Linked DNA regions of Mus musculus: region 1 is linked to region 2. A link is a contact called in public Hi-C data. All regions are on one chromosome and are shown on one strand. The core of a region is the stretch at or near the end of the contact, and the rest is flanking DNA. Distances in the headings are between cores, read along the strand shown. Region 1 holds the start of Tor1aip1 (torsin A interacting protein 1). Region 2 holds the start of Smg7 (Smg-7 homolog, nonsense mediated mRNA decay factor (C. elegans)).

Region 1 (4,052 bases), core at 10-2,509, 3.1 Mb after region 2:
GCCTAGAAATGATCTCGTTTTCCCAATCTTGGTGAAAAAAAAAAAAAACGAAAGAAACCGACTGGAAAGTTAACTTAAAAACAGGATTTTCAGCTGGGGACTTGGGGCCCCCGAGATTTAAAAAAAAAAAAAAAAAAAAAAAAAAGGAAATGGAAGTGGCTTCAGTAGAAACTTCAGAGGACGGAAATGAAACCGAGCGCAGAGTAGTTTGGGGCTCCGACAATGGCTTAGCCGCCGACCTCTAGCAAAAGCCTACAGAAAGAGGAGACCTAGACCCCCCAAACTGAAGCTCCAGGACTAGGCAGAGCTGCCCGCCTCCGCTCGGGTCACTTCGCACCACCACCTTCCCGCGCGGCCCACTGCGTCCTTCCCTCTTGAGGGTCCGGGTGGACTCAATCCGGGAGTGCGCGCCCAAAGGGCCGCAGAAATCACCAGGACCCAGGCGGGGCCGGAGCGGGGCCGGCCTCCACGGGGGCGCGCCTGCCGCCGCGTGCCCGCCGCCGCGCGCGCTCCCGAGCCCGCAGCCGAGACTGTTACCTTCGCGGTCCTCACTGGAGGACGGAGAGTCCCGTAACCCTCGGCCGCTCGTGGCCGGAGACAGCTGCGGCTGCTGTGAGTGCTGCTCAAGGCGAGCAGACCTCCGCGTCTTCATCTCCTCGGCTTCCTGGGCTCGCCGCTGCCTCCGTGGTCGAGAGCGAAGGTTGTAAGCGCTTTCTCTCACTTCCTCTCCCGCAGAAGCCGGCCGGAACTTTTCTGGCGGGGTTCGTCTCCCCCCCGGAGACCTTTCTTTGGCCGCCCGGGGCTCGAAGTCGCCGTACACTTCTGCCGGCTCCTCTGAAAACCTCACTTCCCGTCGTCCGCGGCGCGACGGGTGAGCTCCGTACGCAGGCGCGTCACTGCTGTCGCCATTTCGCGGGTCGAGCCTCCGCCTTCCCTCCCGGATGGGGGCTCTGGGTGTGACGTAGATGGCCCAACCTTCTCCGGGCCCCTCGGCCTGCCACCTTTCTCCCGCCATAGTTGTTTACGTAGCTGGTAGTCGGTTCGTGGCGATAGATTGGCCGCAGATAGATTCCGCTGCGGGTAGTGGCGATGGCTTCGGGGAGGTTGTCGCAGTGGTCAGGGAGGCAGTTGAGAGTCGCCGGGGCCGCCGCCTGCGTCCTCGCTCGTGTGCCACCAACCAGCCTCCAGGCCCATGGTGTGTCCTGAGGGCTGTCGGAGAGGCAGTGCCCGAGCTGGGTCAGCTGCTGCGGGTCACTCCCGCCTCCTGGCTGAAGGCACCAAAGAGGAGGAGAAGGGGGAGGAGGACGTCTCTGTCCTTGGCCTTGGAGGGAAAGGTGGGGGCGACCAGGAGGTGGTAGGACAAGTGGCCTGTGCCAAGCTGCTGATGGCCAGTTGCCCACCACCGGGGGCGCTGGTCCTGGCTCCCAGAGGCTTTGGGAAAGGGCAAGTTTCAGTCCTTGATCCCAAGCTGTTGCGCAGTTCCCCTGCTACTTTGGCCACTCCTTTTCAAATGTCCCTGGGAGGAGAAATGATCAGAAAGGCAATTCTGCATGTCATCTTATGGCGAAAATTATAGTTTCATGGACCTTTATGAAATTGCTTTTACCCAGTTTAAAATTTTTATTCACCTGTTGACCCTTTAAAATTGTGTTTAGTTACACTCTTGGGGTGTGTTTCCATTTTTGAGTCGTAGCCATATCAACCATATTCTTGAATTTTCACGTGAATGGTATACCAATAAGCTATACCCTAGCCCTAAAAAAAAAAAAAATCGATTTTGAGTTTTTATTTGGAAGCCACATAACAGTGATTTTGAAAAAAAACTTAAAAGTATTTGCCTTTTTCCAGTATTTTAAATAATGACCTTAAGTTGTTACTCAAACTTAGACAAATTCCCAGTTACTAGAATTTTCACAAATAGTCTATAAATTTGGTCAGCAACACAGATGACTCAAGAGTCATGTTTGGAGCTTCATTTAGCATTGTTTATTAACTACAAAGAAGGGGAGCCATAAGGAGACAGCTGCCCTTTTTTTAAAGATGTGTGTGTGTGTGTGTGTGTGTGTGTAAGTGAGTGAAAGGAGGGAGGGAGGGTGATCTCTGCCTGTCCTGGAACTGTAGACTAGACTGGCCTCAGCCTCACAGAGATCAACCTGCCGCTGCTCCCCAAACGCTAGGATTAAGGGTGTGGGCCACCACACTTGGTAGCACTTTTTTAGAAAACAAAACTTAAGGAAAAACGAAAGTGATACTCATTCGTGGTAGCCTGAAAACTGGGTGTGGCTTTTTTTTTTCTACAAAACGCTGAGAAGTACTGATAACTTGGTAATGTTTGGCTTGTGTCTTTTCCAGTAATGCTTTGTTTGTAAAGTGCCTATTTACACAGTCAACAATCACAAAAATTCTTTAATAGATGTACAGCAGTGAAAGGATATAAATTTTTGTAGTGTTTATATTCTAAGCTCATAAGGCAGTGTGTGCAACAGATGACTAAAGACACCTGGGTGCTGGCTTGTTAAACTCTGGTTTGAAGGATACATGAAAAAGAAAGTGAAGAGGTTCTATACATAATTGGTCAATCAGAGAAAATGAGAGGTTACAAAGATTATTGGATAATTGGCATGTGCTTTGTTTTGTAATTAAAAGTACTTATAAAGTAGTTTTATGAGTGGCTTTTTCAAAGAAAAAATAAGGATGTTAAAGTTTAGAGGCAGTTAACTTCGCATTTAACATAGATTTGCTTAGGATTTTTCCCTCTTGCCTAGGTCATAGGTATGTGTCATCTTTAGAAGCTGTCACCCACACCTAACAACTTTGCAAAAAACAAACTTGGATTACTATGAGTTAAAGCCAAATTCTTGTCAAACCAGATATTCTGCTGTAGGTGTTTTCCAACCTCTTTTGAGCCAGCCTTGAATATATTCTAAAAGATTATTATAGACAGTAGATTCATTTCCAGTATTATAAGAGATCTTTCTGGGCCATGAGTGTGACGATCTGAGCTTTGAACTTAAAACAGTTTCTTTGGGAACTAGAAAAATGTGGAAGAATGAAGAGTTTTACTTAGAGAATTTGCCATATGTTAGAGAAGACAGATGCACAAAAATAAACTGGTATTAACTGGTATGTGTATCTGACAAAATTATTTCTAGAAATCCTGTGTTCTTTATATTGGCTCTCTAAATTAAGCAACTTTTACATTAAAAAGAAAATTGTGTATAGGTGTTTTGCCTGCATGTATGCCTGTATACCAAGTATGCCTAGTGCCAATGGAGGCCAGAGGAGGGCATTTGACCCTGGAATTGGAGTTACACAGTTGTTAGCCACCATGTGAGTGCTGAGAATCAAACCTCCATCCTCTGTAAGAACAGTCAGTACTCTTCAGCAATTTTAAATGAAAGTATTTTATTGGGGAGGGCTTTTCAAAACAGGGACTAATGTAGCCCAGACCGGCCTAGAACTCACTATATAACTGAGGCTAGCCTAGACCTCCTGATTCTCTTGCTCTAACCTCCCAAGTGCTAGGATTACAGATATATGTCACTGTCACCATGCCTGGCAAAACACTTAAAAATATTTCTTAATTATTGAAAGATCGAGGAGGGTGGATTACCTAAGTCTCTCTCTCTCTTTTTTTTTTTTTTTTTTTTTTTTTTTTGGCTTTTCGAGACAGGGTTTCTCTGTATAGCCCTGGCTGTCCTGGAACTCACTTTGTAGACCAGGCTGGCCTCGAACTCAGAAATCCGCCTGCCTCTGCCTCCCGAGTGCTGGGATTAAAGGCGTGCACCACCAAGCCTGGCTGCCTAAGTCTTAAGAGTACTTACTGTCCTTGCTGTTCCCAGCACCCACATGGCGCCTCAATAGCTTGTAGCCCAGCTGTAGGTGACCTGATGCCCTCCACTGGCCTCCGTAAACACCAAGAGCATGGTTCACATTAACTCCCATAGCTGCACTATACACATATAAGTAAAATATTGGTTTATTATGCATAATCACTTTTTTAAAAATCTTTTGGTTTTTGGAAATAGGGTTCCTCTGTGTAGCTCTGGCTC
Region 2 (3,665 bases), core at 895-3,394:
AAAAAAGTTAAACTCCATTCAAGCCCTCCAGCATTCTTGCCTAACCAAACACCACTCCCCCTTCCATTTCCTTATTATCTATGTCCTTCCATTTAGAATCTCCCTTTCTTAATCCACAGCTGTCAGGAAGAGTCCATCCTTATAAAAGTTTAAGTGTTCTTTTCTTCTAAAACCTAACAAACTAGTAAGTTCTGTAAGAGGGTGGAGTCCTTACTCTCTATTCTTAGCAGTTGGTACAATGCCTTACCTACAGGTGAACAACCAACCAATCAATGAATCATAGGAGTAGAAAGAGCAGATGAACAAAGAGAGCCTTTCCTATTTCCCTCAACTGCTCAGGTCATCTAGGACTCAAAAACATGGTACCTTTTTGTGGTGATAGCTACATTAGTCTGTGCTATTAATTTACTCACACACTGGATATTATCATGTAATTTCCTTAAGATTAAGAACTGTCCTGGTAGTTTCTATTTTTTTCTACTGCACCTATATATTCACAGCTCACTGTAAAGTTTACTTAATGCAGTAATAAGGGTAACAGAGGAAAAAAAAGAGAATGCCACCTTATAATATCAGGCATACACATTGTGCTAAACTCTGGAATTCATGCATCAAAGATTCAGAGATCCCACCACTCTCTCTCCAGTGTAATGAATAACTACTTTCAAAGACAGAATAGCCACTCTGTTTACCACAGAACAACATCAATTCTCTTGCAATATAAATATATATATGGGACCACTCTTAACACATCGACTTCCACATCACTTATGTCTAAACAGCTAAAGAAAATCTTACTCAGTTATCTACCCATTCAATTCTCTTCTCCTCAAGGTTTCAACTCACTTTTTAAAAGTATCTTCCCAAATAAGACCTGCTATTTAAAAGAAAAACACTGTTCCTGAAAGACAAAAAGGCCAGTTTGTAAGTTCCCAGTCTTAGCAACTCCTCCATTAGCCTCAGGCACTAGCAACCTTATTTCCCATTGTGAAGGCTGTATTTTCCCCTCTAGTTTCCTCCAAGCTCTCACTCAAAATCCGTCAAACTATTCTGACTGCACACCAGCTGCTGTCTTTCCATTCAAAATGTTCTCGACGTCGGTGTTAATGCATGTGAGTCTTCTTTAAGTGTGCATCAATCCCTGCTTCCCCTCCCTTACCCCAGACACTCACACACACACACACACACACACACACACACATACACATACACACGCACGCACCCCCAGTACCCATGGGTCACTCTATCTCCTTCATACAAGTTCCTTACATCGCACCTAATGAATGCACACGACTCTCAGAATGGTATCTTCCAACTACAGTTTCTTTCGAGAACATCACCTTGTTCGTAGCACCTCCCTCTTCCCTCGTCTCCCCATCCTTTTTCCCCCTTTCCGGGCTCTCCGACCCCTCTAACTCTGGACAGAAGGCATTATTTCTCCTCCTTCCAGCCCGCGACTAAAGAACAAGCTCGCGTTTCCTGCGGGCTCCCCTTCCTCTCATTTGCCCTCCAGAATGCGCCCTCCCAACCCCCAGGTGTGCCGACTTCCATCCTCCTCTCTCCTGCATCGCCCCGGCCAGCACACCACGTTTCCCGGGCCGTGGGCTCCAGACCCCTTCACACCCACCTCGACTCTGGGTCGCTGCCGGCTCTCCTCTCCCCTACCCCGGCCCCGCAGCCTGCGACCAGAGGCGCGCGCGCGCGCGCGCACACGCACACACACACACTCACACACACGTTCTCGTCTCCCGCTTCCCCAACCTCCCTCCGCTCCTCGCCCGGCTTCCCCCGGAGCGCGGCTCGCCCGGCTTCCCGGGGGCCAGGCAGCCATGTGTGTGCCCGCCCCCTCCCGCAGCCGCCCGCTCGGCCCCGCGCTCGGCCTCCCCGCCCTGGGGACAGAAGGACGCCGCGACTCCCCCACCGCTTCCGAGTCCGCCGGTCCTCGGCCCCCCGAGAGCCTCCCCTTCCCCCGTCGCCACCACGCCTCGGCCAAGCTCCGGCGCTCACCGGAGATACTGCGCGCTCTGCAGGCTCATCCTCCGCCGCCGCGTCTCGCCGCGAAGCCTCCGTGGGTCTCTCAGGCTCCTCGGAGCGGCCCCGCGGCCCCGCGGGTGCTGGCGGTCGCCGCCATCTTCCTCTCCTCCGACTCCTCCTCGCTTGGCGCGGGGTGGGGGGGGGGGAGAGTGAGTGAGGCGAGGGGGAGGGAGTTGGGGGGAGCGGCTCCGGCAGCGGCTGCGGCTCTGGCCTGTGGGGCGCAGGGACGCTCCGGCTCCGGAGGGGGGGGGGAAAAAGAAGGGGAAAGGGGCGGGGAAAGAGGAGGGGAGAAGCAGAGGAAGGAAGTCGGGTTCGCTCTCGCGAGACTTCAGCAGCGCCGGTCCCTCTGGGTGCTTTCCGCCGCTCTGTAGCGCTCCCTCTTGGGATCGGCGAGCGGTGCGGTGCCCGCGCGCCGGCCGAACGATCCGGTGCTGGTGCCCGGCGGCCTCCTAAGGCTCCGTCCTGTTCCTCCCGGGCGCGGGGGCGGCCCCCGGCTCACCGCGGACATCGAGCCCAGAGCAGCCCGGAGTCACACTCAAAGCCTTCCGCCCGGCCACCCGCCCACTTCTCACTTCCTTCCTTCTTTCTTTTTTTTTTTTTTCCCACTCCTCCACTTTCCCCGCCGGAAACGCCACCCCTTCCTCCTACAGTTCCGCCCGCCAATTCCTCGACTCCGGTCGTCCCCTCGCGCGCCGGAGAGTGACGCAGAGGCCTCCCCCGTTTCAGCCGCCCCTCCCCGGGCACTCTGGGAGAAGGTTGGGGGGGGGGGGGGGAATAGGGCGGAGCCCAGGGAGAAATAGAAAGGAAAACCAATCCGATTGGGCAGGCCGCTGCCATGGAAACTGGAGGCTGTGGTTGTATTGTCATAGTAACTGCCGTGTGTAGACAGGGTGACCCTCCCGTAGAGAAACGGGTTCCCTGGAAACTGCCCAGGATTCCCCACTTGGATTCCCTGCCTTTTTAAAAGCCAGAAGTCGAAATGGTTATCCGAGTAGGAAAGTCCATTTCTTCCTCCCTTACTCTCCCAGCAAAAATTGGGGGAGACCCCGAAGCATTCATTTTAGGCATTGCCAGTCCCCCAAGGGTGGAAACCACCTCCATCGTTGCCTATCTGAGCCGGGTAGGGAGAGGGCCGGGCCCGAGAAGAAAAGGCAGGTTATGAAGGCCGGCGGCGAGTGGGTGGGAACGAGAAAGCGAGGGCGATGCTGCGAAGTCAGAGGAAAGGGAAGGGGCTTCCCCACCACTGTTTGAGGCTGGGCAGCGGGATCCCGCCAGAAGCGGGTCCCTAAGGGAAGAGACGGGCACATGACAACCGAGATGCGGCTCCGGCGATCGCGAATGTTCGACTTTTTGTAGCCGGTCGACCCTTGCCTAATTCCTACTCGATATCACCGGCGAGACCTCCCGTAGGCGACTTAGTGAGAGCTCGAACCCAGCCTAGGAGGCTAACACGCAGTTCTTAGGCATTTAGAATGGAGAGCGATCAGAAAGGCTGATGACGTTCTTTCCAGAGGTACCCTCAGAGAGAAAAGACGCTCCGTCATCGAAGGTTGATCTCCAAAGACCCCCTCCTCAAAAACATCTGCAGTGTTTTAGAACTTGCCATAAAAAAAAAGTATCTAGATTTATCT

The links. Hi-C and Micro-C count contacts between places; a contact is called where the count stands out from the background.
Region 1: a contact with region 2 is called in a Hi-C map of uterus, with 7 times the contacts expected there. The contact joins the promoter of Tor1aip1 here to the promoter of Smg7 in region 2. A contact is called at or near these places in 3 of 484 Hi-C or Micro-C datasets (CD4 T cells, rod photoreceptor and uterus) and 1 of 9 other capture datasets (liver).

Annotation. Positions count from the first base shown.
Region 1 is chr1:156,035,221-156,039,272 of GRCm38.p6, forward strand. It overlaps Tor1aip1 (torsin A interacting protein 1), which reads right to left and starts at 1,260. Exons shown (of 10, transcript NM_001160018.1): 1 at 538-1,260. The coding sequence starts at 1,015. It overlaps Tor1aip2 (torsin A interacting protein 2), which reads left to right and starts at 444. Exons shown (of 7, transcript NM_172843.4): 1 at 444-888.
Region 2 is chr1:152,900,502-152,904,166 of GRCm38.p6, forward strand. Smg7 (Smg-7 homolog, nonsense mediated mRNA decay factor (C. elegans)) reads right to left here and starts at 2,145. Exons shown (of 23, transcript NM_001160256.1): 1 at 2,008-2,145. The coding sequence starts at 2,036.